Linked DNA regions of Capsicum annuum: region 1 is linked to region 2. The links are chromatin contacts, called in public Hi-C maps. All regions are on one chromosome and are shown on one strand. Each heading gives the region's core, a stretch centred on a gene start, on an enhancer-like site or on the middle of the called end of the contact. The rest is flanking DNA. Distances are from core to core; before and after follow the strand shown.

Evidence for each region. Hi-C and Micro-C count contacts between places; a contact is called where the count stands out from the background.
Region 1: a contact with region 2 is called in a Hi-C map of leaf, with 2.0 times the contacts expected there. The contact joins the promoter of LOC107851374 here to the promoter of LOC107850959 in region 2. A contact is called at or near these places in 2 of 5 Hi-C or Micro-C datasets (bud and leaf).

What each region holds. Positions count from the first base shown.
Region 1 is chr12:216,651,854-216,656,579 of UCD10Xv1.1, reverse strand. It overlaps LOC107851374 (mannose-P-dolichol utilization defect 1 protein homolog 2), which reads left to right and starts at 2,614. Exons shown (of 8, transcript XM_016696372.2): 1 at 2,614-3,014. The coding sequence starts at 2,859.
Region 2 is chr12:216,218,437-216,222,625 of UCD10Xv1.1, reverse strand. LOC107850959 (WD40 repeat-containing protein HOS15) reads right to left here and starts at 2,172. Exons shown (of 15, transcript XM_016695820.2): 1 at 2,025-2,172; 2 at 1,830-1,912. The coding sequence starts at 1,893.

The sequences.
Region 1 (4,726 bases), core at 1,365-3,864, 430 kb before region 2:
ATTATCTTGGATATGATGTTATATAATGTAGTGTAGCAAGCACGGCCGGCTCAAGCATATAAGTGGCCTAAGGCCAAAATCGAACGGAGGCCTTAATTTTTTTTTTTAAAAAAAATAAATTTTTAATAAAGTCTATTTTAAAAATTCTATAACCCTTAGTAATATAATCGATGCATTAATCTTTCCCGAGACATAGGACTCTAGATATATCAATTTTTTCTAATAATTTTTATTTTTATATAAAAAATTATTGTTTCATCAAATAATATTATTATTTTTCTCAAAAAAAAATATATAACTCATTATTGTTAAAAAATGGAGCCCTCAAATTAGGGGCCTAAGGCGTTGCTTTTTTGTAATGAAGTCAAGCCGCCCCTGGTAGCAAGCAATAGGTTTAAAATCTTTCATAGTTTCAGGCTGAGCTGTGTTTTTGGGACCAAGGTTACCATTTATATTATTCATTATAGCAGAAGCAGTTTGTTCTCTATAAAAATTTCTTCACTCCCTCCTGAAGATCATTCTTAATAATATGCCAAGCCTTTTTAAAAAAACAGGTTGTGTAACCATCAATACCTGGAGTTTTTTTGATAATTTTATGGTGTAATAAAATTGTTACATATACATATTATTTTTTTCTTTATATTTATTAGTTTTATCCTCATATATTATTTAATAATATTTTTATTTAGACCTTAATAATTGAATTATACATGGTAGTATTTTTTTATAAATATCTTTTTGTTCCTTATTAAATGACTACCAAGAATATTTCGGTAATTTTATGGTGCAATAAATATTTCAGAATCAATGTATGTCTCCTCAACTTATATATTTGAAACTTTCAAATGAGATGTGCATCATGTACTTCTCCAGAAATGTCCAAACGAAAGACGTCCCTCCAACTATAGTTGCAACAATCTAACTAGATTTTTATCCACTTATTTAATCACTTTTCTATTGGTTGAACCAGTCTAGCAAGCTCAATTTTATTCCACACTGAATGTACATATTATGTTAACATCGATTCATTGTTCTATATTTCTTTTATTTTATTCCTATTCTAAATTATTAAAACAAGTTGGAAATAGTTTTCCCCAAAACTGAATCTCTTTTGCATATTAGTGTCGCCAAAATACCCGTGCCTTGCACGAGTATCTAGTCTTTGCTTTTTGAGTTTTAAATTTTTTAATTTTAATTTTTTAAAATTTTTTTTATTATATTTTAAATATAAGATTATTGAAATTAATTTTTTTTAATAAATAAACGTGCCCTTTTTTAAAAAAAAATATCACGTCAGCTTTATGGGTCAAACAAATACACTTTAAAGATGTTAAGAGGGTAAATAAATGAAAATTAAGTTTAAGTGCTAAAGTGAGTTTGGAGAACAATTTCCGGAGGAAAAAAAATGTCTTTTCTCTTTTTTAAAAAAACTTACCCACAAACTTTTATATTTTATTTAAAAACCCATCAATTATAACTTAAACTACAATTCTATCCATCAGTTCCCTAATTAAATATTTTTATTAAAGAAATTAATCATAGAATATGAAAAAATTATATTAAACAATACTCCAGCTAGCTACTATGACTTCTTAAATCACGTGTTATTTATTAATACGATATTTCTAACACAGATATAAGATCTAAATAAAAATTACTGAATTCATTTGAACTTGCAGCTTATAGCTCTCAGTATGGATGGCCTAATAACCATATCTTATGACAAGTGGTGTTAATACTTTGTTTTTTTACATCTATGAATTTGGTAAATAATTTGACAAATTACAATATCTGATAATTATATTATTAATATTTTTTTGCTTGCTTTTATTTATTATTTTTTGACATGACATATTTATTATGAAAATAATAATTGATATAACAACTTTATCACATTACTCTTATTAATTGATATTTAGTAATAAGTACTTAAAATAATTTGGAGAATAAATAATTAATATTAAGGATAAAATATAGTAATTTTTTTTATGTTTTCTATCAAAAATAGCAAATAAAAATGAAAATCAAATCAAACAAATAATGACAATTAAAAGTAAAATGGAGGGGGTACTTGTTATGATTTGAAACAAAATATTTAAAAATTTATAACCAAACATATCGTACTAATCAGTGCATAATGATATCCCAAAACAATATAGTCTTTCCAAAATAATGAATTATTGGGTTATAACACATCATTAAGAAAAAAATTTATGGCAAAGTATAGGTTATTTTCTACTATTATCATTTTAATTACTCTTAAAATATTCTAGTAGGAAATATGATGTATTTAGAGAATCGCATTAAAGTAAAATTAAAAGAAATTTTTAATATCTCTCTATGAATAAATAATTTATTTATTTTAAATATTAAAATATAATTTAATAATTAATTTTATTACTTTCTCCGTTTCATAATAAGTGAATTGTTGGAGCAATTTTAGTGTTTTAAAATAAGTGAATGGTTTTAAGGTAAATGTTGAAAATTTTTTTAAAATTTACCCTCCATTAAACGTACATTGGGAGTGATGTATTATGTGTCTTTGTTTTTTAAATAGGATAAAAATAAAAAAATATAATAAATTTATGTTTCTATTTTTTTTTATTAATATATATATCAAAATTTAATAATTAACTTATTATGGAACGGAGGGAGCGTCGATTATAATTTGCGGGTAACACAAATTACCACAGCTTGAAGGCTGCCACTTACAATTCTTCTTGAAAACCGTACCCATTCAAGAACTAAAAATCCCCAAAAACACCATTTGTATTTGTCCGAACAAAAAAATATAATTGTCTGAACAAATTTTCTCTAAGAAGAGTTTCTTGATCCATCAATTTGAAAGAATTAGAAAAATGGTGGAATTAAAGTTTCTCGGAATGGACTTTGGTTGTGCACTTGGATCTCTAAGCAATGGTCAATTCCCTGAAAAAGATTGTTTGCTTCCTCTAATTTCTAAGCTTCTTGGTTATGCTATTGTTGGTGCATCTACCACTGTTAAACTTCCTCAGGTAATTTACATTAATCTATGTAAAAATTGAGTCTTTGTGTATTAATTGAGTGTTGTTGTGTTAGTGGTATTGAATTAGCTCAATTTTGGATCTAGTTAAGTAATGGGTGTGTCATAAGTACTTTCATGTATAAATATTTTAGTTTCATGTTATAGTACTTTGGTTAAATGTAGGTAATTTCTTGTAAGACCTGTAAAAATTGAGTCTTTATGTATGAATTGAGTGTTGCTGTGATATAGTGTTGTATTAGCTCAATTTTGGATCCAGTTAAGTAATGGGTGTTTCTTAAATAAGGGTCTTTAACTAGATACATAAAATTCTACTTTCATGGGTCTTATTGGATAGAGATACTGGTATGTGTTGCTGGTGAGAGGTGACAGTCTTGTAGAATCAGTGGAGGTGTGCGCAAGCTGGCGCGAACACCACGTTATCATAAAAAAATGTCTACTTTCATGCTCTAGTGTTTTGGTTAAACTTAGGTAATTCTTGTAAGCCCGGTAAAAATGGAGTCTTTATGTATCAGCTGAGTGTTGCTGTGCTAGTAGTATTGAATTAGCTTAATTTTGGATCTAGTTAAGTAATGGGTGTGTCATAATTAGATATATAAGTTTTTACTTTCACTAGTCTTAGTGGATAGAGTTACCTGGTACCTGTTGTTGGTGGGATGGGAGGTGACGTATCATGTGGAATTAGTGGAGGTGCGCGAGAGCTGGGCTGGACACCAATCACCATGGTTATTAAAGCAAGATATTTACTTTCGTGTTATAGGGCTTTGGTTAAACTTAGGTAATTTCTTGTAAGTTCAATAAAAATTGAGTCTTTATGTATTAATTGGGTGTTGTTGTGATAGTAGTATGAATTAGCTCAATTTTGGATCTAGTTAAGTAATGGGTGTTTCTTAAATACTCTGGATTTCTAACTCAAATTATATAAATTTTTACTTTCATGTTATAGTCCTCTGGTTTTGATATTTCTGTCTTTATGTATTAATCGAGTGTTGTTGTGATAGTAGTATTGAATTTGATTAATTTTGGATCCAGTTAAGTGATGGATGTTTCTTAATACTCCAGGGTTTTAACATCATACCCAGTGTAATCCCACAAGTGGGGTCAGGGGGAGGGTGGCATGTACGTGGACCTTACTTCTACTTTTGTGGGGTATCAAAATATATGAACTTTTGCAGCCATGTTAATAGTCCGTTGGATAAACTTCCTCAGTTATTTCCTTTAAGCCTTCAAAAATGTAATATTTTTGAGTTTATTGAGTACTATTATGAAAGTAGTATTATATGAGCCTTATTTTGGAACTAGTTGAATTATGGGTATTTCTTGATAATCGGAATTGATAACTTGTGTCTAAACTTTTACCATCATGAATAAGCTGGTCGTTCAGTTCAACTCTGCTTGGTAAGATGCCCGTTCATCATAAATCAATCAAGCAACTACTCCTCAATCCACAAAATAAGCGGGGAGCCTTTACAGACCCTCCTTACCTTCACAAGGTAGGGTAAGGCTGCGTACACTCTACCTTCCCATACCTCACTTGTGGGATTACACTATGTATGGTGTTGTTGTATCTTTGGCTCTCTTTAAGTTCATGTCATTCTGCTACTAAATAATTTGTCTCTAGAATCGAAGATTCTTTGAAGTATGAACCTCTCATTTATCCTTAGATGACCTTTCCTCATGTGCTAAATGGATATCTCGTCTACT
Region 2 (4,189 bases), core at 923-3,422:
TGATGTGTATGCAAATCTTACCCCTACGTCTTAACACACCCTCAGCTCAAGTAAAGCATATCAAAATAATTAGACTTGTCTAACAACAACAACACCATACCCAGAAGGTTCAAGAGAGGGTGATGTGTACGCAAATCTTATCCCAACGTTCTAAACATGCGTTCGGCTCAAGTAAAGCATATCAAAACACAAATCTTATCCCTACGTTCTAAACACACCCTCGGCTCAAGTGAAGCATATCCAAACAATTAAACTTGTCTAATAACAACAACACCATACCCAGAAGGTTCTAGAGAGGGTGATGTGTACACAAATCTTACCCCTACGTTCTAAACACACCCCCAGCTCAACTGAAGCACATCAAAACAATTAAACTCGTCTAATAACAATAACACATACCCAAAAGGTTCTAGAGAGGGTGATGTGTACGCAAATCTTTCCCCTACGTTCCAAACACACCCTCGGCTCAAGTAATAGGGGCGGACCTACGTTATAATTTGGGGTGCTCCGGCACCCACTAAACTAGACGCAGAATAGGTATAATTACATAGAAAATATATGAAAATAGGTATAAAACATATAAAAGCCCCCACTCTAACAAAAAGTTGGTTGGGTGCACTGAAAACTTGAAGTGTTGACTCAGGTTCGAACCTCATTGAGGTCATTTTTATTTTTTCTTAGCTTTTTAATTTTTTAAGCACCCACTATGCTTAAATTCTGGGTCCGCCACTGTCAGGTAAAGCATATCAAAGCAATAAAACTCGTCTAATAACAACAATAACATACCCAGTGGGGTCTGTAGAGGGCAGTGTATACTCAGACCTTACCCCTACATACTCTCGGCTCAAGTAACGCATATCAAAACAATAAAACTTGTATAATAACAACAACACCCTACCCAGAGGATTCTATAGAGGGTGATATGTACGCAAATCTTACCCCTTACTTTCTAAACACACCCTCGACTCAGCTAAGCATATCAAAGCAATTAAACTCGTCTAATAACAACAACACCACACCCAAGGGGGTCTATAGGATAGTGTATACTACCCCTACACGCCCTAGACTCAAGTAAATTATATCAAAGCAATTAAACTCATTCAAAAACGATTCAAACGAAACTGATTTTTTTAAAAAAACCACTGGACCTGATAAATTCACCACATAAAACTCTTTTAATTAAAACAAGTTGAACAACTATAAACAACATTTATTATGATTAGCTATAGCTATTTGAACCCTAAAAAGAGAGAAAAAAATGTTGCTGGTGGGAATGTCACGTATTCTGTGAATTTAATCGGGGTGCACAAAAATTCGCTCTGACACACTTATCATGGAAAAGAGAGAGAGAGGAAAAATGTGGCTGGCGAGAATGTCACTTATTCCGTGAATTTAGTCTAATTTAGTCAAAATGTACAAAAGCTCACTCTGACACAGTTATCAAGAAAAAGCGAGAGAAAAAATATTGTTGGTGGAGGTAGCAGGTATTTAGTCAGGTGCGGGGAAGCTGGCCGAACACCACTATTATCAAAAAAGGAAGAAAGAAAAAACCATGTTGTTGATGGTAGGTGTCACGTATCCCGTAAATTTAGTTTAGGTGTTCAAAAATTGGCCCGAATACCATGATTATCAAAACAAAAAAGAAGAGATAAAAAACGTGAGTTGTGGAAGGTGATAGATGTTTCGTGAATTCAGTTGAGTTATGCAAAAGCTGGCTCGAATATAAACACTAATTGTCGGTGGAAAATGGCAGGTATCCATGAAAGGTGTGCGAAAGCTTGTCCAAAAACCACGATTATCAAAAAAGGAAGTGAGAAAAATAGAAGAACCTGATTCATGAAGGTATCGGAAAACCATGTAATTGAGTTCATCGGAGGATAAAGGTGCCACCATTGTTCTTGTGATTCGCTGGCTGCGTAAATAGACATATTATGCTACTCTCTTTGATTGATATATATATATATAGAGAGAGAGAGATTAGAGAGAGAGGGGAGAAATTGGATCGAGTGAATTTAGATACTCACTGGGATGTTAGAATTACAAATGTTTTGGTTCCAAAAGGAATTTTTGAATCAAGTGTTCACTGTTGAATTGCTAAACTGCCCTCCATTTATATTATGCATATTTTATTTTGAGATAATTATGATGTCTGAGCAGCTTTCTTGCTGTTCAACTAATTTCATGGAAAATTTGTCATCTTTCACTAGCAACAATATAAGGTAACTTTGTAGCTTTCGTGTAGCTCAACTAATTTCAGAGGGTATCTGTCACCTTTCACCGACAATATATACAAGGTAACTTTGTCCAACATCATCAGATATAAGATAACTTTGTCCACCAAGATTAGAATAAATGTGAGAATCACATAGTATTTTTATTTGTTTATTAGTTAGATAGGTTAATTACATAAATTATGTTATTTTCTTTAGATATATGCATTCGCTAAGTCGTAAAACTTCCTGACATGTGATACTTGAGTTTGATGTGTATATAATTCAAAGAGATACATATCTTATGTGGTTAACTTAATTATGTAATAGGCAAATAAAACATATGCAAAAGTTTTTTCCAAATTTGAATTGAATGTATTTAATTGAAATACTTTATTAAAAGATGAGGTTTTCAATTGAAAATAAGATTAGTTTGAATTTCTTAATGACATATCCTAAAAAGGTTAAGAAATTGACCATGTATTAGGATTAAAATTTATTTAATCTTATCCAGAATGTACAAACAGATCCAGAATTCAAATGATATGTTTAAATTTGGTAGTTTATTAAAAATATTCAATTTACTTGTTACAGAATCTATTATTTATATTGTTTAGTAGATGGATCGAGCCAAATTATTGATTTCAAAATTCATAAACAAAGCAAATTGTAAAAAATTATCTGCATAAGATATTTACATTAAATAGTATTAATTTAAGATAATAAAGTCATTGTTATAAATGTATTTACATTGTAGTGAATGTCTATCTAATAAGATTTAGCTGATATCTATTAGGATTTGATGTATTTGTTTTTAGTGTGAAACTAGGGGCAAATTTTCCTATAAATAGAAGGGTTTCCTTCATTGTAAATTATTCCTCAAGAGAAATAAGAATCACTCTCTCTATTCTATCTACTCTTCTTCTTTATTTTTTCTTGTTTTATAACACGTTATCAGCACGACACTCTGCTTATTTTATAACACGTTATCAGCACGACACTCTGCCAAACAAGATGAGATTATAAATTTGAGGCATTTCAAGGTTTGCCAAACAAGATGAGATTATAAATTTGAGGGATTTCAAGGTTAGTAATTCTTTATGCTATCTTTCTTTTGCTACTACTAATATAATTATTCTTGGATTTGAGGAAAAATAACTGATTTGGAACCATTTATATTTTAAATTTATTCCTCAAGAATAATATTATAAAAAAAGATGATAATATGTTGGGTTCAAGTCCTATCGATTCATGCCTAAGACGTCTTTGTATGGATAAGATGTTGAGTTTGAATCTCAATACACCATATTGATGATATTATGATGGGTAAGGCAAAATAATGAGTGTTTAATAAAAGGTCATGAAACATATTCCATTAATATGCTCTATTCCATGAAGTGAATATGGTAGCATAAATCTGAAAGTTGACAACTTGTTTTATTGTTGAAAGAAGACAAGTGATTGATGCACGAATATAAGTGTGGAGAGACAATATGATAATAATCATCAAAGTAATAATATTCTTACACGCTTATTATGATTATAAGATATGCTAGAGAAAAATTCTCTACATCATATGTATGCCTCAATTTGCTCTTGAAGTAGCAATATGATGAAAGAGGTTATAAGATATATAAGCTATCATAATTTGATAGGCTTAAGGCACAATTATATTTCATTCTTGGCGAATGAAAATTTTGATTATTATAAGCACAAATCCATTCCCTGGGTGAATGTGATAATATTTAATGAAGTTTATTAATATAAACGTGTACTTGATTGTGATGGTATGACAACTCACCTTCGAAAGAGGCAGAATAGCTGAGATTTTTGAAATCTACTTCTGAAGTAGTAAATCTGAAATTTATTCATATAATTTACTAAAGTAAAAACGCATATCATGGTAAACTTGGAGTTTACTAGATTAAAAGTTCATAAGTTGACATGAACGATTGTGATATACCAAAGATGTGCATACT